5 separate regions of the Mus musculus genome follow, and regions 1, 2, 3 and 4 are each linked to region 5. A link is a contact called in public Hi-C, HiCAR-type, Micro-C and promoter capture Hi-C data. All regions are on one chromosome and are shown on one strand. Each heading gives the region's core, a stretch centred on a gene start, on an enhancer-like site or on the middle of the called end of the contact. The rest is flanking DNA. Distances are from core to core; before and after follow the strand shown. Region 1 overlaps Atp8a1 (ATPase, aminophospholipid transporter (APLT), class I, type 8A, member 1). Region 2 overlaps Grxcr1 (glutaredoxin, cysteine rich 1). Region 3 holds the start of Shisa3 (shisa family member 3). Region 4 holds the start of Atp8a1 (ATPase, aminophospholipid transporter (APLT), class I, type 8A, member 1). Region 5 holds the start of Kctd8 (potassium channel tetramerisation domain containing 8).

Evidence for each region. Promoter capture Hi-C pulls out the DNA fragments that hold promoters and counts their contacts. Hi-C and Micro-C count contacts between places; a contact is called where the count stands out from the background. HiCAR-type assays count read pairs that join an accessible place to other places.
Region 1: a contact with region 5 is called in a HiCAR-type map of astrocytes, with 7 times the contacts expected there. The contact joins the enhancer-like site here to the promoter of Kctd8 in region 5. A contact is called at or near these places in 2 of 39 promoter capture datasets (frontonasal cranial neural crest and hippocampal neurons), 1 of 484 Hi-C or Micro-C datasets (cerebellum) and 1 of 115 datasets of contacts at active chromatin or transcription factors (astrocytes).
Region 2: a Hi-C map of cerebellum shows a contact between it and region 5, with 4 times the contacts expected there. The contact joins the enhancer-like site here to the promoter of Kctd8 in region 5. A contact is called at or near these places in 12 of 39 promoter capture datasets (the C10 cell line, the HPC-7 cell line, cranial neural crest and 8 more), 3 of 484 Hi-C or Micro-C datasets (brain, cerebellum and cerebral cortex), 1 of 115 datasets of contacts at active chromatin or transcription factors (stem cell-derived neural progenitor cells) and 1 of 9 other capture datasets (pancreatic islet).
Region 3: a contact with region 5 is called in a Micro-C map of embryonic stem cells, with 5 times the contacts expected there. The contact joins the promoter of Shisa3 here to the promoter of Kctd8 in region 5. A contact is called at or near these places in 2 of 39 promoter capture datasets (hippocampal neurons and liver), 1 of 484 Hi-C or Micro-C datasets (embryonic stem cells) and 1 of 115 datasets of contacts at active chromatin or transcription factors (astrocytes).
Region 4: a contact with region 5 is called in a promoter capture Hi-C map of hippocampal neurons, with 4 times the contacts expected there. The contact joins the promoter of Atp8a1 here to the promoter of Kctd8 in region 5. A contact is called at or near these places in 1 of 39 promoter capture datasets (hippocampal neurons), 2 of 115 datasets of contacts at active chromatin or transcription factors (astrocytes and embryonic forebrain) and 1 of 9 other capture datasets (embryonic stem cells).

Annotation. Positions count from the first base shown.
Region 1 is chr5:67,750,900-67,755,782 of GRCm38.p6, reverse strand. It overlaps Atp8a1 (ATPase, aminophospholipid transporter (APLT), class I, type 8A, member 1), which reads left to right. Exons shown (of 37, transcript NM_001038999.2): 16 at 4,698-4,770. Among named protein-coding and RNA genes, the nearest start is that of Gm46914, 50 kb to the right of the region's middle. Within about 2 kb of position 2,977, at least 44 of the 459 cell types and tissues checked have an H3K27ac peak or open chromatin away from gene starts, as enhancers often do. A contact at or near this core is called in astrocytes and cerebellum, where this site is marked.
Region 2 is chr5:68,148,093-68,152,379 of GRCm38.p6, reverse strand. All of the region lies in intron 2 of Grxcr1 (glutaredoxin, cysteine rich 1), which reads right to left. Among named protein-coding and RNA genes, the nearest start is that of Grxcr1, 120 kb to the right of the region's middle. Within about 2 kb of position 2,184, at least 10 of the 459 cell types and tissues checked have an H3K27ac peak or open chromatin away from gene starts, as enhancers often do. A contact at or near this core is called in cerebellum, where this site is marked.
Region 3 is chr5:67,605,314-67,609,932 of GRCm38.p6, reverse strand. It overlaps Shisa3 (shisa family member 3), which reads right to left and starts at 2,050. Exons shown (of 2, transcript NM_001033415.3): 1 at 1,249-2,050. The coding sequence starts at 1,525.
Region 4 is chr5:67,844,754-67,849,583 of GRCm38.p6, reverse strand. It overlaps Atp8a1 (ATPase, aminophospholipid transporter (APLT), class I, type 8A, member 1), which reads left to right and starts at 2,153. Exons shown (of 37, transcript NM_001038999.2): 1 at 2,153-2,422. The coding sequence starts at 2,374.
Region 5 is chr5:69,340,357-69,344,992 of GRCm38.p6, reverse strand. Kctd8 (potassium channel tetramerisation domain containing 8) reads left to right here and starts at 3,284. Exons shown (of 2, transcript NM_175519.5): 1 at 3,284-4,636. The coding sequence starts at 3,692.

The sequences.
Region 1 (4,883 bases), core at 1,728-4,227, 1.6 Mb after region 5:
TTTCAGTAAGCCTCATAGCACCCAGGATTACAGAGGCAGCTGTTTGACTCCTGTGACCGGTGCCACCAACAGTGCTCATTACAAGGAGTCCTACACATTCTGACACCTATCACAGTCATTTGGCTCTTCATACCACTCAGACGAGCATTTTATCATTGCTTGCCTTAGCCTTGCCTACATTCCTACTTATCTGGTCCCGCGACCCTGTAGTTAAAGCTTTTACTGTGGATACTCTTTGACCCAGGTCAGATGTTATCTAAATAAACCCTGCCTCCTTTTTTTTTTTTTAACACCTATGCATCTTTATATGCTGCTTGTCTATAGGACAGTTTGACCCATTTTAATACCATTAAGTACTGTAGAATTGATACACATATCTCTCTTAAGAGACATGACTCCTTTTTCTTAGTCTCGCTGTGGTTTTCTCCAAAGTCTTATATTATTTTCCCAGATCATTTAAAACATTAGACTTTGAGCAGGGGTTGTTTCATGCCACTAACCACTGTTGGAAAAGGGGTTATGTCATTTATCTTGCTCATAAGTTTTTTTTTTTTCATTAAAGTATCTTTTGGGGGGGAATCTAAGTTCAAATGAAATATAACAACTTTTTCATGAATTATGTATTTTCACTCTGCCATTGAGTCTAAAAGTGCACCAGGAAAGACGAGTATCATTTTATGGAAAAGGCACTTTGTTTATTTGTATACTTGGGGGGGGGGGGGGGTCTCTGTCTACACTTGTAGGTTTGCAAAGGTAAAGATGCAGGGTTTTTTTTTTTTTTTTTTTTTTTTTTGAGGTTCTGTGTAGGGTTATGTGGAGTGGCCATGCATGTGAGCTTTGGACTCTGACCATCAATGTTTAGACCCTGACCTGTCCTTCACACAAGTTACTAACTACCTGAGTAGACTTATTGGAAGACTATGACCACCATTAGCCGTTAAATCAGTAGGAAACATTGACAATTAACTAAGCCCTAACTAGAAGGCTAGTGCTGGTGGCACTATAATTCTCAGTCTGCACCATCTATCTGACATGATCATTTTCAAGTTGATAGGTTTTATAGAGAGAAGCCTGTAAGTAGTCTCCCCAAGAACACAACCAGCGGACATGGGTGAGAGCCAGAGGTAATCCTGGCTTAGCCTGATTATGAAAGGTGTGTTAGTGCCGTCACACGTCTGTAGACTTGAAAGACTTGTGTTTCTTTTGGAGCACGGGATAGCTTTGCATTTCAAGCCCTAACTGATTTTATTTCAGTTGAATTGCTGAGGTTGTTAAGGAGAGGCAAATTGAACATCTACCGTTTGACTGAGTTGAGGAACCCTAACTCAGAAGCTCATACAAGACTCCATACTTCCAAGGGCCTCATCTAATTGGTTTTATATTGCTGAGAAAACCAAGATCAACTGTGGCCGTGGTGGAACCCTGTGCTCTGCATATGTGACAGTGGCTCTATGCTACTGCTGCAGGAGGAGAGACTATGGAAGACTCTCTCCAAAACTCTAGAAGTCATCTCAATAGCTGCTTGGCAGCTTTGTCTGGCAATGTGAAGTTGACTGAATGCCACGTAGCAAGCTTGTAGCTGTCTGTTTAATTGTCCTGCTTGAAATGGCACTCACCACAAAAATGTTAAGAAAATCCACATGTGAAAATTATGTGTTTATATTTGGTCCATTCTAAAGACCCTTTCAAATATACTCTTGGCATTAAAGACTGTGCAATAGCTGAAATCCTCTAAAAATGTATTAATATAAGTGATTTGTCTAGATTATGACTTCCCAGTGCATAGCTACTAACTCTAGAATTGGCACTGTTTCCTGTTGTTGCCAAGAACCATAAACAAACGTGGAGACTTGGAGACCAATTCCTTTCTATTAAAAACCATTATCTAAATTGATAGTATCAATATTGGAAGGACTAGAGAGAAAAACATCCATGTAATTATAAGTTATCACATGATTACTTTCAAAAACCCACAAATATTCATAATCATTTTCTCTTAAAAAATTATTTTGGAAAGTTTAAATATAAGCAGAATGAACAAATGTCCCCATCAGTTATTTTAACAGGCTATGCCCTGGGTCACCCTTATCCCTCCTGTGCCTTTCTACCCTTATTATTCTGAAGCAAATCTAAGTAGATATGTTTGTTTTTTCTTAACTTCTTGATACAGTCACACGTTATGTTCTTGTTATTTTTCAAGTAAATGACAGTGGGGTGACAGAGAGCTTGCCTTAGAGCTGGCCCTGCAGTCGTTCAGTGGTTTTTTGTTTTTGTTTTTGTTTTGTTTTTTTGTATTATTATAGTATCTGCAGGTTGAACAAGTTTCTCTTTTCTGCTTGGTTATTTTCTCATTTTACCTAGCCTATAATTATGTGTGGCGTGAGTGGCATTTATTTATTCTGCTGTAGAAGGTAGGCTGGGTAGAGCATTCTTCCAGGCGTGCCCTTAGAATAATGAGAGCTAACCCATCTCCATTAGCATCAGTCTTCAAAGGAGTCCCCTTGGCAGGCTCTTTCTTCAGCAGTGCAGACTCTCACACAGCATTTTAGAACTCCTCTTTTGTAATTGCTTTCAGAAATACTTGCAGTCACCCAGGAAACTGAGTCTCATTTACTTTGATCAAAACCAACCATTATCTAGCCAAAACAGTGCATTTAATCACCCATTCAAATTCTTGGACTTAACTACTCTGAGTAACAAACTCATTACTAAAAAAATTAAATCTACCAGCAAGCAGTTTTGACTACCAATGAACAGGACCTTAAAAAAATCCTAGAGGTACAGACTCTTTTAAAAAACAGTTCTCTGACTGCTGGGGCCAGAAGCCCTTAAGCTGAGGCAGGTCCACTAGGTTAGGGAAGAGATCAGCCCCTGAGTCAGAGAGGATGCTGAGCAAACAGGCTTTGTACAACCGTGTTCATTGCCTCAGAAAACTGACTTGCGCTACCAAAGGAGCTCTGCCTCAGGTCGTCCGGGAGATGTGGCACGGATCAGGAAGCCAGCCTCTACACGGGTGCTGTACAGTGGGCAGTGAGCTTGTCCAGGCCGACACATTGTGCAAGTGCTCTCTCAACTGCTCTTTCTTTACATCCAGTCTGTCACACAATATCTCGGGGAGCATGTGCCAGTGGCTCCCGTTCACCCGGCCTCCAAACCTGAAGAGACTCCAAGACCAATGGGGTGTTGTTTTGTTTTAATCCACACTAGTCATGGAAGTATTAAAGAGAGAAAAATACACCTTTCTCCTGGGACTGAGATTTTTATCATTTTAAAAACTGAATCATTTGAATAGAAAGATGAGTTCTCCCAGAGCTGCGACTCAGCTTCTCTGTGATAATTGCCATAAGGTAATTATTATGCAGCTTTATGTGTTCAAATGTATCCTCAGCTGAAGGACTTTCTGGCCCCAGCAGTCAGATCACTGCTTTGTTAAAAGCCAAGCATCAGTCCAGACCTTATAGGACAATGATTAGCCGTGTTTCTATGGTTTTGTACCATTTAGCCTGGCAGATCACCTATACCAGCAGTAATCTCCCTGTGGCTGGAGAGCTCTTGCCCTGTGGTCCCCCATGGGTTTCGTTCCTTGGACCAACTTAAGGGAAGAATGCCAAGAAGTCTCCTTTCAAACCCTATTCCATTTGGAAAGGTTTATGAGCCAGAGAAAACTGGGCTGGAGCAGAGGCGTGAAGGGAGGACCTGCCACCTAGTGGTCCAAGTTCTGAAACACACTCCTGACTTTTGGAAGGCAAAAGAAGCAAGCCACTTTGTGGAAAATGCCAGTAGGAGATCGAGGGATGTAAAGAATGAAATGCAGAGAGCCTTGTGAATGTCTCACCGGAGAGTGAATGAGAATGGTTCCAGGCTGCCCAAGAGCAGGGTGTATGACCTTCCGGTCTGCTAAGAAGGAAGAGCTATGGAGTTGGAGGACCGAGGTCACATTATAACATTGTAGCATGTGAGAACTAAAAGTAACCGCCCACGGGCTACATCAGTCTTGGATCTAGACTTTACCCCATCCCGAAGCTATGCACTAAGCAAAAACTAATTCTAGAATACAAGAAGAAATCTCATCTCTCCAGGGACCTGAGACAGGAACATACGTGGTCATGGGAGAATGACTGGACTATATTATAGTCAGAAAGGCTGGGGATAGCAGAAATTAGAGGTTAAGCAAGGTCTAAGAGTGACTGGCTAGCCACAGGCCTGTTGTTAGAGGGGCACGAATTTGGAGGACAGTCTGCCTTCCAATCTTTGCCTAGAGGAACCTGCTGTACAGCTCTTCCTGGGGAAAGATAACTAGACTAAGTGGCTCTCAACCTTCGTAATGCTGCATTGATTTTATACAGCTCCTTACATTACGGTGACCCCTCCAACGATAAAATTACTTTTCTTGATTCTTCATAACTGTCATTTTGCCACTGTGTAAATATCTGATATTCAGGCTATCTAATACGTGGCCCCTGTGAAAGGGCTGTTGGACCTCTCAAAGGGTCACAACCCACATGTTAATCACTACTGCACTAGACTATGTGTTGAGTTTGGAGATGGAACTGAAAAGAACATAGGTCCCTTCCAGTCTGACCTGAATTAAGGAATAGATCAGTTATTGGAATGGATTGAGAGTAATCACTCATCACTAGCAGTGGGTGAGTTAGGCCTATACAAGTGAACCAACTTTGCTTTGTTTTTCCCTTTAGGCAGAGCTCACAGTTTGGAGATGAAAAAACCTTTAATGACCCGTCGTTGCTGGACAATCTCCAGAATAACCACGTAAGTGACCTCAGTGCTATCTGTCCCTAGGAGGTGAGCACTAATGAATACGTCTCGGAATGAATTTCCTTCATGGTTAGTCCCCTCATGTTTTTACTTACATGATTTTTTTT
Region 2 (4,287 bases), core at 935-3,434, 1.2 Mb after region 5:
TTCCATGCTGAGGTTCCGAGTACTAATGGCAGTAGACTCTTGCTGCTCTGCTCTTTGAGTATTTGAGTATTCCAAAAGTCTTAGCCACTCCCCTTTTCAGCCAAATGTATCCAATCTATTAATCGGATCACCAAAATACCCCTAAGTCCACAACAGAGAGTGTACCACCTTAAACACTGAAACTGGTGATAAATATCATTTTTCTTGTATTTGACTAAGAATAACAGAGTTTGACACTTTTCATCTATAACTCCACCATTCAATGACAAGCTACCAGAAGGGAAGCATGCAGTTATATGGTCCAGTTTACCAAAGCTTCCTGGATAACGTAAATATTTGTTCTATGTTTTATAATTGATTCTGAGCCATTTTTATTGAAAATGAATATAATTCTGAAAAGAGTGGTAATAGGATATTAGTAGGATTATATATCGCGCACTGTGTAGGCAGTTAGTCATTGCTAAATTTATCCCTAAATTTAAAAAAGAAAAGGGCAGTAATGTTTTAAAAGAATCAAAAGTCTGCACTAAGACAGAGGGAGGGGGAGATGGGAGAAAGACAAAGAGCAAGGAGAAAGAGAAAGGGGAGGGGACAGGAGAGGGGAGGGAGAGAGAGGGGAAGGGACAGAGAGAGACAGAGAGACAGAGAGACAGAGAGAGACAGAGAAACAGAGAGACAGAAAGAGAGAGAGAGACTTCTGTTCCCTTCTGCCTTGTAGACTTGCTGATCACTGAGAAAACAGTATCTAAAACTCTTAGTCTGGAGACTATGAAATCCTGGTGTGTTTGGGACTTGCTGTTCACTGAATTTCCAGGACTGGCACTGTGTGCTTCATGGACTCCACATCAACATGGGCATGCCAGAGAACTGAAGAGAACAAGTTTAGTTCTGTCCATTTTCAGAACTGTATTTTACCCAGTTATTCAGGCTTCATTGTATGATGTGTGCCAGGATAGCTTCTGTCTCATTAAGTGTGTGTGTGTGTGTGTGTGTGTGTGTGTGTGTCCATATTCATTGTATAACATATGAATGCCCATGTTATGAATTATTTGGATTTTGATCATATTTACTTATTTATATCACTTCATCTTACTAAGAATACAACATAAGTAACAGATCTATACCATGGCATAACAATAAAAAATGTACTTACTAATTCAAGAAGAAGAAAATGCCCCAAACTCATCCCTAAATGATAGCTATGGTTAAGGCTTACATTAGATTCTCAAACAGCTCCTCAGGGGGGAAAAGAAAAAAAAAAGCCTGTCTTAGCACAGGAGTCTAAACACCAGCTCAGGTAAGAGATGAAATGGCTCACACAACAAGTAATATCATTGCTTTCTACTGACCATAAATTGTGTTTTCAATAAATGCTATTTAAAAAAGTGCTCTCGCTCTTTTAACCAGCCTGCAAAACTTTTAGCTTCCTACTTAAAGGCTCTTTTTCTTCTCACTTAATTGACTCCCTGCCATGGATTTATCTTTGTTTTGTTGCATACAACATATGGAGTGTTAAGCAGTCTTCTCACAACTGACATAAAACCCACACTCTCAGCACGGCTCACAAATGGCAGCTCCTCCCAGTGTTGTCTCTTCCTACTGTAACTTCCTGAATTGTTCACTCCCCTCTTCCTTAGAATTTTACACAGGATCTCCATCCAGTGCCTAAACTTTCCTCTGTCCTTCTCCTCACTCACCATTAAAAAAACTGCAATACACCATTCAAACCTAATGAAAATGGTAAGTGTGAATGGAGCATCCTTGAGATTCCCAGGAAAATCAGTCATCCTCAGACCATACTTGCCTCACTGCACACCAAGCTACAATGACTAGAGGCCTGTGACATCCTTAGGTGCACAGTGTTCTGTGGACCATCAACAGCTCATGAATATTTACTGTATTATTTATCTCCAAAACTGCAGAGTAAATACGCATTAAATTTTAAACAGGTGTTTCTTATCATCAATACTACCTCAACGAAGGTAAGTAAACCAGGGGAATATCACCTTGAGTACTTGTGAGCTTAGAAAGATCATGATGATGTGGCTTCAGGGAAGAATGTCAGAGGACCAGAGAAGCAAGTAGATAAGCACTCCCAAGTCAGTCTCAGGGAGGACCAGGAGGCTAGGACTGAGAGATCCTGCTTGGTAAGGATTCCTTCTGCTGTGTAATCAGGAGACCAGATGGTACATTTGGCACTGAAAGAACTCAACTAGAACCAAGCTCCAAGCCTGCCAAAATATGTGCCCAATTAGTGTTTGTCACTACGATTGCCATGCCCACCGGAAATGGGAGCTTACATCCACAATGCCTGGAAACAGGCCACCTAAGCCCTGCTGACAAAGTGAGTATTTCCTCCAGGACTAAGCTCTGGGTCGTCTCCAGAGTGTAAAAAGCTACCTGGCATCTATAGAGTTCTGCATCAAACACTGAGATGTGAAAACTGTTCAAAACAGGTGTAGTAATATCCCACCAATGTCAAAAAGTACAACACAGGCTTCTGGGGGCCAGCAAGAAAACTCAGCTGCAGAATTAACTAAAACAATTTACTTATTAGGCAAATATGCAGCCAAAACCCTTGGGTGTTAGAAAATGCCTGCCAAAGACAATGTCTTTCACTTAATGTAATTAGCATTGAACCGCTATTTTCATTGTAGTTGAAAAATATAATTTCCCAGTGAGAGTAATCCTAACATTTCATAACAAAAATTACACCATCAAAATGGAGGATCTGGGAGAGCTTATTTTCTCTGTCATTGAACGTCATGTTTCTTTACGTTAATATCAAGTTATATGAGCTTGATATTATCAAGTCAGTAAGGTTTTTGTTGTCTTGTTTTATTTTGGTTTTGTTTTTTTTTGTTGTTGTTGTTGTTGAAATATTGAGGATTGAGCTGGCAAAAGTCTGAGGATTGCTCTCCGTAATGGATTTACGATTTTTGTGTGTTGCGCCTCACCCCAAATTCTCTTTGCATACACTGACTTTTAATGCAGTAACTTAAATCACTAAGACAGAACAGATTAGAATTCTAAAAACTCCATTTACAAGTTAACTTAAACAGTTAATTGGTGTGCTCGAAAAGTCTATGTACTCATTAATAAATGGCTATAATATAATGTAGGGATGACATGAGATAATAAAGAAAAATCTGGAAGTATGCGTCACACTTGATTGGGAATTTGTCAAGTGCCAATCACAGGAATAAATTCCCCACGAACTCATGCAAGGCCCACAAAGGTCAGGTCACAAACAAATAATGATAGATCTGTAGAATCCAGAAAACTATTTTCTGTTGTGGTCTAGGAATTGCTCCACAAACCACATGATCATTGATCTCAGTCAGACGATGGGATGGTTTATTGAATGCGCACCCTAATTATGATCAGACCAAGACCACAAAAAGGAATCAAGAACCTAATTGTGGTACCAGTCTGCTCTCAGGGAAGGTTTTTTATGGGGGGGGGGGGGAACAGGTTCAAAAGTTTAAAAGGCAAACAAGAGAACAGTACTACAATTTAGCTTCATAGACAAAGTGTTATCAGCTAACCTTTATTCTGAGTGCTCCTGAGTGAGGTAAGAGGGGTGGTGGATGGGTGGTGAATGGGAATTTCAGAACACTGAGATAACAGAGCATGAGTATTATAATCATAATTTTTTGGCTTATTAGTAGCATTTTTCAGTATCAGCCACAAAACCAACAATGAGCTCATACGTAGGTGCAGGAGGTTCTGCCTGGTGTCAGCTCTCACTCAAGCCATAAAAGTTCGTATTGACCTTGATAAAGTTCGTATTGACTTTGATGGGTCCTACATAAAGCTTTGTGGAATTCCTTAAGATTAACAAAGCTCGGGATGTACAGTACAGTACAGTACAGTACAGAATATGTGATCAGCATGACTTTGTTCTGAGTCAAGTTCTTTTTCTGTGTCAACAACTGACAGGCATGTTAAAATAACAATATAAAATAGCTGGAAGGTATGGAACAAAATGGCTGTAGTTATTCTGGGGGGGGGGGATGTTAAACCACAATATTTTCCATTAAGTTTAGATAATGCTACTGTAAGTTGAAATAAGACATACTATATTGTTTTTAAACGGAAAAGAATGATCAAAGCCGTGAACAACAAGCACACCATACCCAGCTACCACTTCACAGGACTTAACCATACTGCACGTAATGGTCAAAAATAAAAGAGAAGTACATTTTAAAGGTTATGCAACAGTAAAGAAGCATAGATTGTCTAATGATAGTTCTTTTTAAACTCGTGGAGAAAACATAATCTAGC
Region 3 (4,619 bases), core at 801-3,300, 1.7 Mb after region 5:
ACTGTCATCAATAAACTGACTCTTTGATGGCAATATGCCCGTTTTAAATTCGAAAAATGGCCCAGCGTAGTTAAGTCACCAGAGGTTAAAGTGCTGGCAGGAGGCAGAGCACTATCCATCTGGTTTGGCCTGATCTCAGACTCAGTAAGTGGGGAGAATGCTCCAATCCTCTAGTCTCTGTTTTGGAGAACAACCCCCCTCCCGACTCAGGAGGCAGGCTTAGCATTGCCTAGAGAAGCAGAGAAGTTTGGTTTTTCTAACATGCTAAGATAGCCCTGAGTTCCTGCTTTCTGCTATGTAGTCTAGAAACTACTTCCCAGGTCCTCAGAAGTGGGCTTTTTAACACTCTCCCCTCCCCGCCAAAATTAAACCCCAGAGGAAAACCCTGTTTGATGCTGACCCCTCCCTCCTCTCAGTTATCATTTGGACGACAGGACCTGCTTCTCTCTCCCTGTCTTTCTGGGGATCAGAGTGTGCAGGCCCCACACTGCCACCTCCCAGTCCTGGGGAGACACAGGCTCTCAGCTCCACACACTTCTCGGGTTTCCTGGCAGTAAAACCTTCGCCTTGAGCCTTAAAAGGTTTCCCTGATGTTCCAACTCAAGTGGAAAACTTTTTTTTCAAGGTGTAAATTTCCTCAGCTGGGGTCCTGATTTATTCACCTCTTAAGTGAGCAAGTGGACAAGTGAGCGGAAATTTGACCCGTGTTTTCCGACGTGAGAATAGGGGGCCTGAGAAATCCCTGTGACCCGGAATTTTAAATCCTCACCTCCAAAGACTTGGGTGTTTCTGAAAAGCGTGACAATAGGGGGTGGACTAGAGAGGGTAATTGGATGCAGAGAATTGTAAGGAAGTTGGAAGAGTGACGAAATGCTACTACTCGACAAAAGAAAATAAGGGGGTGATCAGAGTCGAGTTCCCTGGCACCCGCACTTCCGGAGTTCCCCCACTTGACCAGAGCGCCCAGGAAACCCAACCTAGCTCCAGCTGTCTACCCTAGAAGCACCAGGTTCCCGCCAGACCAGCAGTTCCTGCGAACCCTTGCAAACTTTCCCTAGGGCCGAACCATGGGCATCACGTGCAGCCGGGACCCAAACTGCAAAGCGATAGGACCCCTGACCTGAAATACGATCACCCTCTTTTTCTTCAATCCCCAGACCCAGAGGTGGTCCACTTTGTGGCCCGAGCTAGTAAGGCGTGCCTGTGTCGGGTGGGCGAGCCATGTCCGCCCAGGGATGCCGCACTTACGCGCGGTGATGCCAGGATGCTCCAGCTCTCCGCGGTCGTTGGTGCAGCCCCCCTGCTCCAACCTGGCGTCGGCTGCCGCGCAGCAGTAGCGCAGCGCACACGAGCCGCAGCAGATGGTGGCGTCCTGCGTGTCGAAGTCCTCGGGGCACTGGAACCCCTCGTGATAGTTGCCCTGCGCGTCCACCCAGCCGTGGCAGTATTCCCCAGGCTGCTGCGCGCCCGCCGGGCCCCAACGTAGCAAGCCCACGAGCAGACAGAACGCCAGCAGCGCCCCCATCGCCGCCCCGCGCCCGGTGGCAGCTGGAGAATCCGAGGGCGGAGCCGGAGCTCCGGGGGACCAAGGTTCCGCCTCCCCGAGGCACCACGCGGCCGGTTGACCTCCCGGTCAAGAACGCGTTCTCGTGGGTTAGCAGCGGCTGGGCAGGAGGCGTGGGCTGCTCTGCGGGCTCCGCTGGCCGGAGGACAGCATGGTGCGCGAGGGTGAGGGGACCAGGGATCGCGGGAGGCCACCGCGTAGGCTGCGACTGAAGCAGCGGCCGCCTTTAGCCAGGCTCATCGCGCTAGGAGCACCCGGGGCCAGGCCGCTATTCTTGCGGGCCGTCGAGCCCTGAACGACCAACTCCAGGGCCGGGCAATGTCCCAATCGTGGGCTGTCGCCCGGTACCCGGCAGAGCCGGGAACTGAGCTTGGCTCTCCACGTGCAGGTCTCGGGGACCAACGGCTAATTCCGCTCCCGCCCCTGACTGTCACGCAGGCGGGAGACAGCCCAGTCGCGGCCAAGTGCAGAGGGCCTGGGGTGGCTGACAGCTCTGCCTGGAGGGCGTCCCTTAAAAAGGCAGAGGGAGGAGGAGACTCGAGGGTGAGGAAAGTCCGCCCTCCGGGGTCGCCGCGCGAGCTAATCACAGCGGGTGCACCGCGATGCGGTCCGCACGCCCGCAGGTTCACGCGCGTCTCCCCTCCGCCCCCACCCACGGCGCTACCCCGGGCCTTGGCGGTGACCCCGAGGGGACCAGGCCGAGCCTGCCACCTAGCTGTCACATAGCCAGGGGAAAACCTGCAGAAGGATGAGGAAGACTACGGTCCCGCTTCCGTCCACGCCTGCCAGCTCACGAGGGGACTTGCGCCGCGCTTGAGTTCCACGGGTTTCTTTTAAAAAACGAGCGTGGCGTCTGAAGTCCCCTAACTGTTCTGTCGGCTTGTGCACAGACTCAGTTTGTCCCTGGGCCGCCGATTCTGAGGATTCGTTCGATTCCGATAACCTGATTTTTAGGGTCACCAACATTTGCACCTCACTCCCACCCCTTCACCCCTCCTTTCCAGCTTCCACGAGTTCACGCTCAGGCGCCTCCTTCCCGCACCGCTGAGCCGGCGCCGGGGAGGACCCGGGTCAGCCCCGCCAGCCTCACTTCAAAGGCCAGGATTTCGGTGTTCCGCGCCCGCAAAGGAAATAAAAGAGCAGAATTAATGATAATCGAGCCTATCTGAACTTCTGTTCGGGCAAAGAAACACATTTATTTAAATGATGTGTCCCCTGTGGGCTGTTTGCAGGGCATGGCTCCTCTAGCCGAGGGAGAGCCTTGTGAAGCCAGAGTTACGTGAAACCGGTGCTAACCTCAAGACTTTATTTTTATTGCAACCTGTGTTTCCTCTCCGGGGTTTATTGGTTCGGTACGTGTGAGGACGTTCGTCTCAGCCACACGGTTTGTCAAACGCTTTGAACACCCTGTCACCGATTTAGATATTAGCAAGTCTCCTGAAACAAATGGAAGAACTTGTCAGAGCACCGCCAACACAAGTATACGCGGTCAGAAGTATTTATTACACCCGCAGCTTGCCCACGGTCCCAGAGGCTTCTAGAAAAACTTCGGTGCTGAATAAAACGGTTTATTTTTAAGTATCTAAATTAAATTCCATCCCGGGTAAAGAACCACTCCTAGCTTCAGGTCTTAAATATTGAGATTGTTATTTAAATATAAAAATAAATACCCAACACGCCACTACTGAGTAGGACTGTGTAAAATTATAACTGCATTGCTCCACAATAAATGTTTGGGGGGCAATAATAAGTTATCAAACTGTTAAGTAAAGCCAAATTACATTTAGGCAAACAAATTTCCTTAACTAAGAATTTAATTGAAGCATGTGGAGTAGAAATTTCGTGGTTAATGGATTTTTATTTATATAGGAAAAAAAATGCTGTCACCGGGCTTTCAGGCTGCTTAAAACAAACAAACAAACAAACAAAAAACAACAAAAAACCAAACCAGTTTTTTAGGGGCAGCAGGGAGGTTGGTTTTGTTTTCAGGAAAATAAAGAGAAAAAGATTTAAAACCACAGCAAATATGAGCTACAAGGATCATAATAAAATAATCAAACTCGAAGACACACTAACGCTTAATAACTTTTCCAGAGCCACACTACTTAATATCTTTTTTTTTTTAAGTTACGATTTGAGGAATTTCATTACATCACAACTGTGTGAAACTGTACAGCAGCCACGGCCCCTCCATCAGTCCCCCAAGGGTCAAGTTTCCTCCTTCTCCAGCTGTTCTTTGATAGCGTTAATATTTTAAGGAGTGATTTGTTGGCACTTCCCTCCCATTAATTACATTTCTCTGTGCCACAGAGGGGTTCTTTTCCCTGGGACACTGGCTATAATTAATTTCCTCATTTAGAGCCCTTGTCTATTTGACTTATTCAGAGGGTGCTCTGCTCAAATTTAGTTGGATGATATTTGCTAATGGAAAATAACCAAACTTCTAAATAAGTTGATACTCCATAAATCTGAGAAGTTGCAAACACTAAAACAACCGTGCATTGTGCTTTTCTCTCTTGCGTCCTGGATCCAGACTGATTTCAGGTTACAATAAGCAGCCCCTCAGGTTAGGAGAGGGACGGATAGGTGAGGGGTGCTTGTGCTGAAAGATTCCCTCAAACTTTACACATTGATAGCCTTTAAAGTCATAAACAATGCTCTCAGAAAGATATTTGCCTCTTTGTGGGCTTACAAATATCTGCGATTTCAAAGATTTTGTTTTTATTTTCCTAGTAAAGATTTATAAGTCTCCAGAGACTCCCTCCCCAAAGCCTTTGGGAGAGTGCCCTGGAGAAAGGTGACCAAAACTCCACACCCACAGTATCATGTACATGTTTTAGACATGTTACATTTCTCCCTGTCTCAGTAACAAAAAGCCCCTATTTTTGTGAATAACACAATCTTAAGAAATCACTTTCCCAGCCTATTCTCTCTTGTGGTCTTCAGGAAATTTCTATCGGAAATGAGCTACATGGTATGATGTCTAGGGTTTTTCTTTATTAAACACTAGAAAGGTGGGGGGGGGGAGTTCAGGGGGGAAGGAGAGGGAGAAGAA
Region 4 (4,830 bases), core at 904-3,403, 1.5 Mb after region 5:
AATGGAAGGTGAGATCTCTGAGCTCTGATACCAAGCTGATGCAGATTAGTGCACTTCTCAACCTCAATTACAGTGCTGAACCATGAAAATGGATGACTTTCTAACAACCGTGGGGGAGCAGATTTTCAGAAACCAAGGAGCTATGGTACTCCTGCCAATATGGATTCTGTGACAGGAGCATGTGGGAAAGAGCCAGGGGGAAGCCACAAGCTGCATCTTGCCATCTTGTCTGTATGAGAAACTGTTTTCATTTCCTATCTGAATGACCTAGGTTGTCAACTTGGCTGATGCACACATGTCAGGTGGCACTACAGAAAACAGGTACCATTGGAACTCACGTTAGATGGTTATTATAGTAAGCAGACGTGAATCTCACTGAAAGGCTCATAACAGTTACAGAAGGGATTGTTCATAAATCAAACAGATCATTTTTGGGTTCATAAAAATCTCATGTAAAATCTTAATCCGAAAACCACTCCCACTCCTACATTTGTTTGCTTACTTTTAAGCTGATTTTCCCTGCCCCTTGGTTCTTAGTCTTCCACTTGGTTTCAGACTCATTTATATCCATCAAGAGGAAGCCTGGTCCCCCCCCCCCCACACACACACACACACGAGATTATGGAGCCTAGGAGGAGTAAAAGCCGCCAGCGATGACAGTCTTGATAAGGCTGTATTCATTTTCTTTTTTTTTTCAAAGGACTACGGTTTTAAATTATGGCTATCGCTGGCACAGACACATTTACGTTTGAGTCTGCTCTAACCTAAGGAGATTCCAAGCACACTGGAAATAATATGTTTCCTTTGTTCTGATCCCAACCACTGAATAAGAGACAAGTGGAGAGGGTTCCTCATAAATATGTATTGACCGCCTGGGTATTAATGTGAGTGAGTGAGGTAGAACTCTGATTAGTGAATGAGATCTTCCGGGAAGTAGAGGAACTATCACGAATGGAGAGAAGATGCTATTAGCGGATTTTATTTATTTGTCTTTTTCCTTATGCTCGAGTTGCAGTCATATCTCTCTCTCTCTCTCTCTCTCTCTCTCTCTCTCTCTCTCTCTCTCTCTCTCGTTCACCCTCTACCCATCTCTCCTTTCTGGATCTCAAAGGAATACTAATAAAAAGCCTTGCTACAGGCTCTTTCCGCTAGGTGCCCAGAAGAACAGTACACGAAGCCAGTACCTTTTACCTTTATTCCTTTCTTACCCTGCTCAGGAGCTTGCTAGACACAAAGCTCCCCTCATCCTATCTCGAGGCTGAAATCGGGAACAAATTAAAAATACTGCATTTGTTTCGACTTGTTAGATTGGATTTTACTACACAAAATAAAAGGCACTGAGGTCGTGCTGGTCTCTAGGACATAACGACTTGTAATTAACATCTTTATGGATTTTATACCGACGCCCCACTAGGCTTTGAGGATAAACTACTGCATCGAACTTTCTGGAGCAGAAACCACAAACAGCATAATTTTTGCTTGGTTAACCACGTGGTCAACAGTTGGTTTGGTTGCAGTTTCAGAGCCTTAACAGGTTGCAGAGGACGAACTGGTGGGAAGTACGGGCTCACACACCCACGCAGGTTGTGTGGCTGGAAGCCTTAAAACGACAAGAGGAACCGTTCCAGTGGCTTCAGGTCTCACAGCCTGCTACTACAGAGGGTTCACGTTCATCTCAGGCCAGGAGTCAGGCTGGGTGTTGAGATAGGCTAGGATTCCACTCAGAGGGCGAATGCAGGGTCCCCCCACATCAGCAGAGACGTCACCCACAGAGTCTCAGAGGCTTAGACTCAAGCTGCCCACACCGAACCCAACACCCTGGCGCTGAGGACGGTCGGTTCTATCGCATTGTAGAGCCAGAAGGTGGCTGTAGGGGATGCCAGAGCTTTCAGAGCTAAAGAAGCTCTTCCTCTTTTATTAAGGCTTGGGACACTTGTACTGGCCTCAAGGAGGGCCGAGGTGGGCCGAGAAGCCGAGAATGCTAGATCGAAGTCCCCTCCCCGCGGATGGTACGGTCCGAACTGGGCGGGACCTGGAGGCTCGGCGGCCCTGTCCCCGCCCCACTCCAGGAGGCCAGCGAGTGAGCGCGCGCCCCGCAGACCCCGCCCCCGGCGCCGTCCCCGGCTCCGCCCCTCGAGCCCGCTCCTCTGCCACTGCGGGGAGACCTAGGCGGCTCTGCGGACGCAGCTCCTTCGCCGCCTTCCCCCTCCCGTCCAGTGCCCAGGCGGCTCCTGGCGGCGACGCTGCCCTGGGTGGGAGGCGCGGCCCCGCGGCAGCTGAGCCCTCTGCGCGGCGCAGCCAGCTCTCCCGCCCGCGCGGCGCCGTGACAGGTGCAGGGTCCCCGCCCGAGACCCACCTGCAGGGGCTGTCGAGATGCCGACCATGCGGAGGACAGTGTCGGAGATCCGCTCGCGCGCGGAAGGTGAGTGACCGCCGCAGCAGGAGGCTGTGCGCCCAGAGTGCGTGGGGGCAGGTGCTAGCAGCCTGGGGTCTGACGTGAGTGTGTGTGTGTGTGTGTGTGTGTGTGTGTGGCCGGGAAGAGACACCTCATCCCATCTACACCCCCTCCTCCTTTTCCCAGTAGTCTGGTTGTCGCCCCTGATCGCCAGTGAACCCTTCCGCCAGCTCTGCCTTCAGCGCACTAGCAAATGCTTTCCAGGATCCAAAACCTCGGAATTTATGCGCTGGCGGGAGCCCCAAGGTTTCCTTTACACCGCAACGCGACTGTTCAGTCCTTGTCTCCCAGAGCACTCGCCCGGCTCTCCTCCTTCGCCAACAGCGCACAATCTTTGCAATCTGCCTGTTCCCAGTGAGTTTACCCGTGCCCATGAATAGATCCCTCCAACCTACTATCTCCAGCGCCCACCATTGTGTTGCCCCCACATCACAGCTTCCCGAAGAGCGGGTTTGCCATTCCCAGGCGTCGCAGATTCTTTGATCCACTGTTCCCAGCATCTCTAGGCTGGAAGAGCCTTAATTGGGTTTGGGTGCTCAGTGGATACCAGGCTGCGTTCCAGTCTCTGCACTTCTGCCCCCTGTGGCTCACCGGGCTCTAGTTTGAGGTTTCATTTTTGTTTTTCATTTTTGCTTGAAGCCTGCACTTCGGCCGACTGAACTGACTTGAGTAAGGTGCATGCTGCTTTTGTTGCTCCACCCAGGGCCAGCTGTTGAGTGGTTCCACTTGTAGGAAGTGTGCAACAGATGCCCTAGGTTATGGGCTAGGACGCTTTGGCAAAGACTGAGATGGTGCTGTGCACCCTGATTGAGGAGCCCTTCTCCTCCTGTCTGGCGTGTGGCAGGCTTTCAATAAACACCTCTTGGTTTTACTAGGACAAAAAGGAAACGGTATACTTTTATTTTCTTTCTTTTGTTTGTCTGTTTTTCCATTCCAGTAACTCTGCCCTTCAACGTTGTGGAATGGCACTATTTTGAGAAATAATCTATCTTGTTACCGTCACTGATTCTCATCCCTGCCCCCATCTTGACCGTGAGATAGATGATAACGGGGTGGTGGAGGTGGAGTAGAAGCAAGGAGAATAGGATTTCTGGGGGCGGGAGTAGTAAGAGCTGTAAGGACCTCATGTGAAAAATAGGAATTCCGGGCTCTAATATGTAGGCAAGAGACAAGGGAATCAAAACTGACCTGCATCTTAAGAATTTAGTATATAAGCGTATTTTTTTTTCAATTTCGAGGAAAATGAATGAATGCACTAACCACAGTCTGAATGATAGAAGCAACAAAGTTAGGATAACTGGTGTTAAAATATTATTTATCACGCCAGTTGATGTTTTTAAATACTAGCAACCAGCAGGTCATATATTAAGGGGGAGGGAGGGAAGAGAAAGAAATCTAAAGGCAAGGTAAAGCTGCTGTCACTTTGACAGAATATACAGTAGCATGGAGAGGCAGCGGTAGGCACCTCCTGTGTTCAGAGCGCTTTCACAACAATTGCCTTATGGGGCTCTTGCACCACTTCTGGAGGCTGTTGAAAGTGGAGGAGGATGGCTGAGGAGACCTGGCTCAGAATGGCTCAATGAGTTGATCAAAGGGAAACAGCTAGTTCAGTGATATACTGTATCAGGGGCTCAGAAAGAAAACAAGCGCTCCTGCTGCTGAGTCTGTGCAGCCCTGAGTATCCATCGGTGTCAGGGTCCTCCTGCTGCCTCCGCCTCCGGAATGACCCTTCTTCCGGATTGGTTGATTTCACTTTAATATGAGCCAGCAGATAATATCTCTGGGACTGGGGGCTGGGAGGGAGGAGGAGGGGCGTGGCCTGTTGATTGGCCTTCCACAGGTTCCTCTCAGAGGGAACAATCTCCTTTGACAGCTCTTTCTTGCTAGATAAGGCCTTATTCTAAACTGCACTCACCCTGGCCTCCATTAGAACAGGATGGGCGCCTGACACAAAGGCAGCCAACCCCAATCGAGTCACAAGTTTGTAACCTTGGGGATTTGTAAAATAAATAAATAAATAAATAAATAATTTCCCATGCTACTATATCACTACTGGGGAACTTAAAGTTAGAGGAAGAATGAAAATCGAAGCCAAAGGGGGCAGAATTGAAGGGGGCTAGTAGGAGAGAAAATGGATGACTGTAGTATGCCCTGAAAGTAATACCAAATTAGGCAGCAGGAACTGGGTAAAGAGCCTCAGTGGAAGAGATCTAGTATGGAGGCCTGACCTTAGGCCCCCTGCCCTAGTTTGCTATTCAGAAGTCTATGCAGGGTTAAGGCATTCCTCCTCATTTGAAGCGACTTGTGTGGATTTCTGTTCCCCCAGTCTAGATTGGCCCGACGCACAGCTACTGTGCACTTGAAAGTTGTTTACA
Region 5 (4,636 bases), core at 2,035-4,534:
TATAGTATGGTATTAATGGGTATATTTATAAAGTGTGGTGATGTGGTGATGGGGTTGTGACCGAGGGCCTTGTGCATAGTAGGCAATAATTCTATCATTGAGCTACATCAGTATCCAGTGCTCCAGCTTAGGTCCATCTATGTTAGTATTTAGCTGTTTCCAATCCTTAGTAATAGATGTAACAATTGTGAGTAACTCTTGTAACCCTGGGTGGCTCCCTTGCTGAAGTGATAAGCCTGTGATCTTCTTATGCTTCCTGTGTCTTAAAGGAACTATTTCAGAAATTAAATAACTTGCAGAAATTACAAAGCTGGTTAGATTTTAACCTAATTCTATCTAAACCTCCTAGTTACCTGTTTATATTCTTTGTCTGCAATCAAGGAAGACACAGTTCCTGCTTTTAACTTGGTTTCTGCCTGCTTAAACACAATAGTTCCTTTGCAATTCTAGATCACCAATCACTTCTGTATTATGCTGTGGAACAATATATCCTATATAGCTATTTGCTGTGCAATTGGACACACACACACACTGGTTTGACTCAGTTGTTTTAAAAAGGTGCTGGAAGATTTCTCTGGCAGGGAAGTGCATCACTTACTTGCCTGACAGAGAAATCTGATGCCCTGCCTTTGTACAGCAGCAGATCTTAAAGGACCCACCTTTTCCCCCCTTTTTTCTTTGATTGGTCTGGGGAGCATTAATACTGCTGGTGGTTTAGAAGGAAATGGTTCCGGTTGTGGTAACTGTTCACTATTAAGTGTACCAAATGGTTCATTACAATCCGGACTCTGCTTTTCCTTTTTTTTGTTGAGTTTATTTTGACTAGAAAATTTGTTCTTTGTCTTGATTCTAATTACTGAGGACCACATCTTACTTATTTCTGCAGTTTCTGCACTTATCCTGATGGCCCATCATGCAGGCGATGAAATGTTCTTCCATTTACAAGCAGTGTATATTTCAGATAGAAAGTGGCTGCTTCCCTGGTGCTAGGCACCACCCTGAGGATCAAATAGTGCATCTGGCTGCCTGCCACACTTGCAGCCTGGCAGAGAGAGAAGACAGAAATCCAGTGCTTATCCATACATAAGCACAGGGTCTGGTGGGAACACCTTGGTCAGATCATGGAAGGGATATGGATATTCTAGAGTAAGTAATATTTAAACTGGGAGGAAAAATTAAGCAGGGGGAAGGGAGTAGATGGAAGAAGAAAGGAGTTTACAGCAGAGAGCACGTTGAGTAGAGACATTCCAATTTTCTATTTGTTCAGTCAGGAGTTTGGTTGGAGAGCATAGATGAGAAAGAAGGTATGCAGAAGGAAGAGATTAAGGAGAAACACTCAATCAATGTTGAAGAGATAATTTTCAAAAGCAATATGTGACACAATACCACTCGCAATGAGATTTACTATGAATTACTAGAGTGATTTTACTTAGAGTATAAAATTCTGACCATCTCATAAGTTTGTTTTATGTAACACCAATGAAAATACATCTTAAGCTGATAGCATCAGTAATCTCTTGTTTCTGTGTCCATATTCATATTTGTCTGTATATCCATTTCATTAGAATGCAAGAGTCTGCACCATCCTCATCATTCGGGACATTTACTTCATGATAAATGGGCCTCATTAGTAGCAGTTTGAGGCATTATTACTTATTCATCTATGAAAGTTATAAAACTTTTCTTAATTCATTTTCCAGAAACCATTATTTTAAAGGACAAATATTTTCTTATTCTTCAAATGAGGTAGAAGACAATGTACCTTTTCGGATTGTTTCCAACGTTCTATTTAAGCATTTAAGAAAAAAAAAAAAGGACTTAAATCAATTTTACTTCTCAATTTTATTTATCAACATAACTTGAGGATGAGGTATTATGTTTGAGTAAGAGGAGTCAGTGAACATGCCTATTGCAAGCCTTCTTTTAAGTCTTAATCATTTGACAAAAGTATTGTGTCCTTTCATTGGTCCATTAAGCTCAGGCTGCCTCAGGTAATCTAACTTTCAAAATTGATGTAGCATTCTCTGTGGATGCGGCTTATAAGAATCAATGAATTAAATATAGTTTGTAATGCCCAAATAATAGGATATTCATCATTTATGAAAATGTAAGGTTATACCCGAATCTCAAATCCATTACTATTTGGGTGATTTTGAGTGGGAGGAACCATAGAGAAGCATTTGGGGTGGGGATTATAACAGTAAAGTTTGTATGTAATTTTTATTTATAAATACTTTTGGAGCAAACTCCTTTGTGTCTCAAAACTCCATATTCAGTTTAGCATTTTGTAAGACAATGATTCCCATTTATGGTCATTAAGTTACACCTAGTGCTGGACAGCCTGTTAAATTATCTAGCAATGGAAAGGAATTTCTCTTCTGAATTTCAGTCTTCTTTTTCCATCACAAATAACGCTGATTTGTATTTGTGAGCAGAGCACTAGAGTTAGGGAGACAACAAAGCATAAGTCATCCTCTTGCTCTGAGAGACTGCAAGGGAAATAAAAAGAAGGATGGATCAGGAGGATCAAGATTAGAAAAAAATAAAATAAAATTGTCCCCTTTCTGTCTCTTCCTCAACTTCTGTGCATCAACTTTTGTGACCTTGGTTGCAGAGAGTTGCTTTGTTACTCATAGTCCTTTATTGCTTTTGTGAAATGGAATCAAACTTATGAGTTTTAAATCCTAACAGGATGTAGAATATCAGTTACAATCACGTCATTTGATGCCAAGGGATAGGTAAAGGGGGATCTGCCTCTCTCTCTCTCTCTCTCTCTCTCTCTCTCTCTCTCTCTGTATACACACACACACACACACACACACACACACACACACACACACACAATCACACACACACTTTAAAGATACAATAGTTGGGATTCAACTCCACCTAGCTCACAGCCCCCAGCCCTTTAACAAACACAGCCCAAACGCCAGTATCTGCAACACAATAGCTGAGAATTCAGGTTATAGGCCCTCTCTTTGAAGAGAGTAAAGCTAGTTTTGTTAAGGAGGAAGATAAGAAAGAATTGGGGGCGGGGTGCGGAGAGAAAATAAATGAGATTCTGTTGCAATGAAGAGAGTTGTAGTCCACTTTCTCTGGATTCTTTGTGTTGTCCTCTTCAGCTTTGTCCCATCCTGTCTTTCTCCTTTTGCCCCTGCCCTCATCCCAGTTCCCTAGCTCTGGAGTCGCCAGGCCAGCCCCAGAGCCTATCCCTTTAAATGACAGCTGTGGCTCCAGTCCCAGTTCGGAGCTTGACGTCAGTGCCACCTCCTGGGCTGCTAGTAGTTAGCGCCGGCGCCGGCGCTCCCGGCTGAGGCGCGCTGGCTCGCCTGCAGCCGGGGGTGAGTTTTCTTCGCTCCGGCCCCGCCTCCTGCCCTCCCCTCGGAGAGCCGCGCGCAGCCCCCGAACCTCCTCTCCAAGTCTCTCGCACAGTTGCAGTCGGTCACCCTAAAGGAGCAGCCGTGCTCGCTCGCGGAGGTCCATTCCTGAGAGTCTCTCCCCGATGGAGCTTGGGCGCCTCCGACGCCGCTGCTGCCGGGAACCCTGAGCAGCGCCGGGTGCCCTGAGGACCGCGCCGGCCAGCCAGAGAGTGCAGGGCTACCGGGCGCACGCCGAGGACCCGGGACCTCGAGGCTCTGGGAAGCACTCCGTGCGGCTCTCCTGGGTCACCTGGCCGGTGGCTGGGACCATGGCTCTGAAGGACACGGGCAGCGGCGGCAGCACCATCCTCCCGATCAGCGAGATGGTGTCCGCGTCCAGCTCTCCCGGCGCTCCGCTGGCCGCCGCCCCGGGGCCCTGCGCCCCGTCGCCCTTCCCCGAGGTAGTGGAGCTGAATGTTGGCGGCCAGGTTTATGTGACCAAGCATTCGACGTTACTCAGCGTCCCGGACAGCACTCTGGCCAGCATGTTCTCACCCTCTAGTCCCCGGGGCGGCGCTAGGCGCCGGGGCGACTTGCCCAGGGACAGCCGCGCGCGCTTCTTCATCGACCGCGACGGCTTCCTCTTTAGGTACGTGCTGGATTACCTGCGCGACAAGCAGCTGGCACTGCCCGAGCACTTTCCCGAGAAGGAGAGGCTCCTGCGCGAAGCAGAGTTCTTTCAGCTCACCGACCTGGTCAAGCTGCTGTCGCCCAAGGTCACCAAGCAGAACTCGCTCAACGATGAGTGCTGCCAGAGCGACCTGGAGGACAACGTTTCCCAGGGCAGCAGCGACGCACTGCTGCTGCGTGGGGCGGCGGCTGGCGCGCCCTCGGGCTCTGGGGCACATGGTGTCAGTGGTGTAGTCGGTGGTGGCAGCGCTCCGGACAAGCGCTCTGGGTTCCTCACCCTGGGCTACCGTGGCTCTTACACCACGGTGCGAGATAACCAGGCAGATGCCAAGTTCAGGCGTGTGGCGCGCATCATGGTGTGTGGGCGCATAGCCTTGGCCAAGGAGGTCTTTGGGGACACTCTTAATGAGAGTCGCGACCCTGACCGTCAGCCTGAGAAGTACACATCCCGCTTCTACCTCAAGTTCACCTACTTGGAGCAGGCGTTCGATCGACTGTCTGAGGCCGGCTTCCACATGGTGGCGTGCAACTCCTCTGGCACTGCCGCCTTTGTCAACCAGTACCGAGACGACAAGATCTGGAGC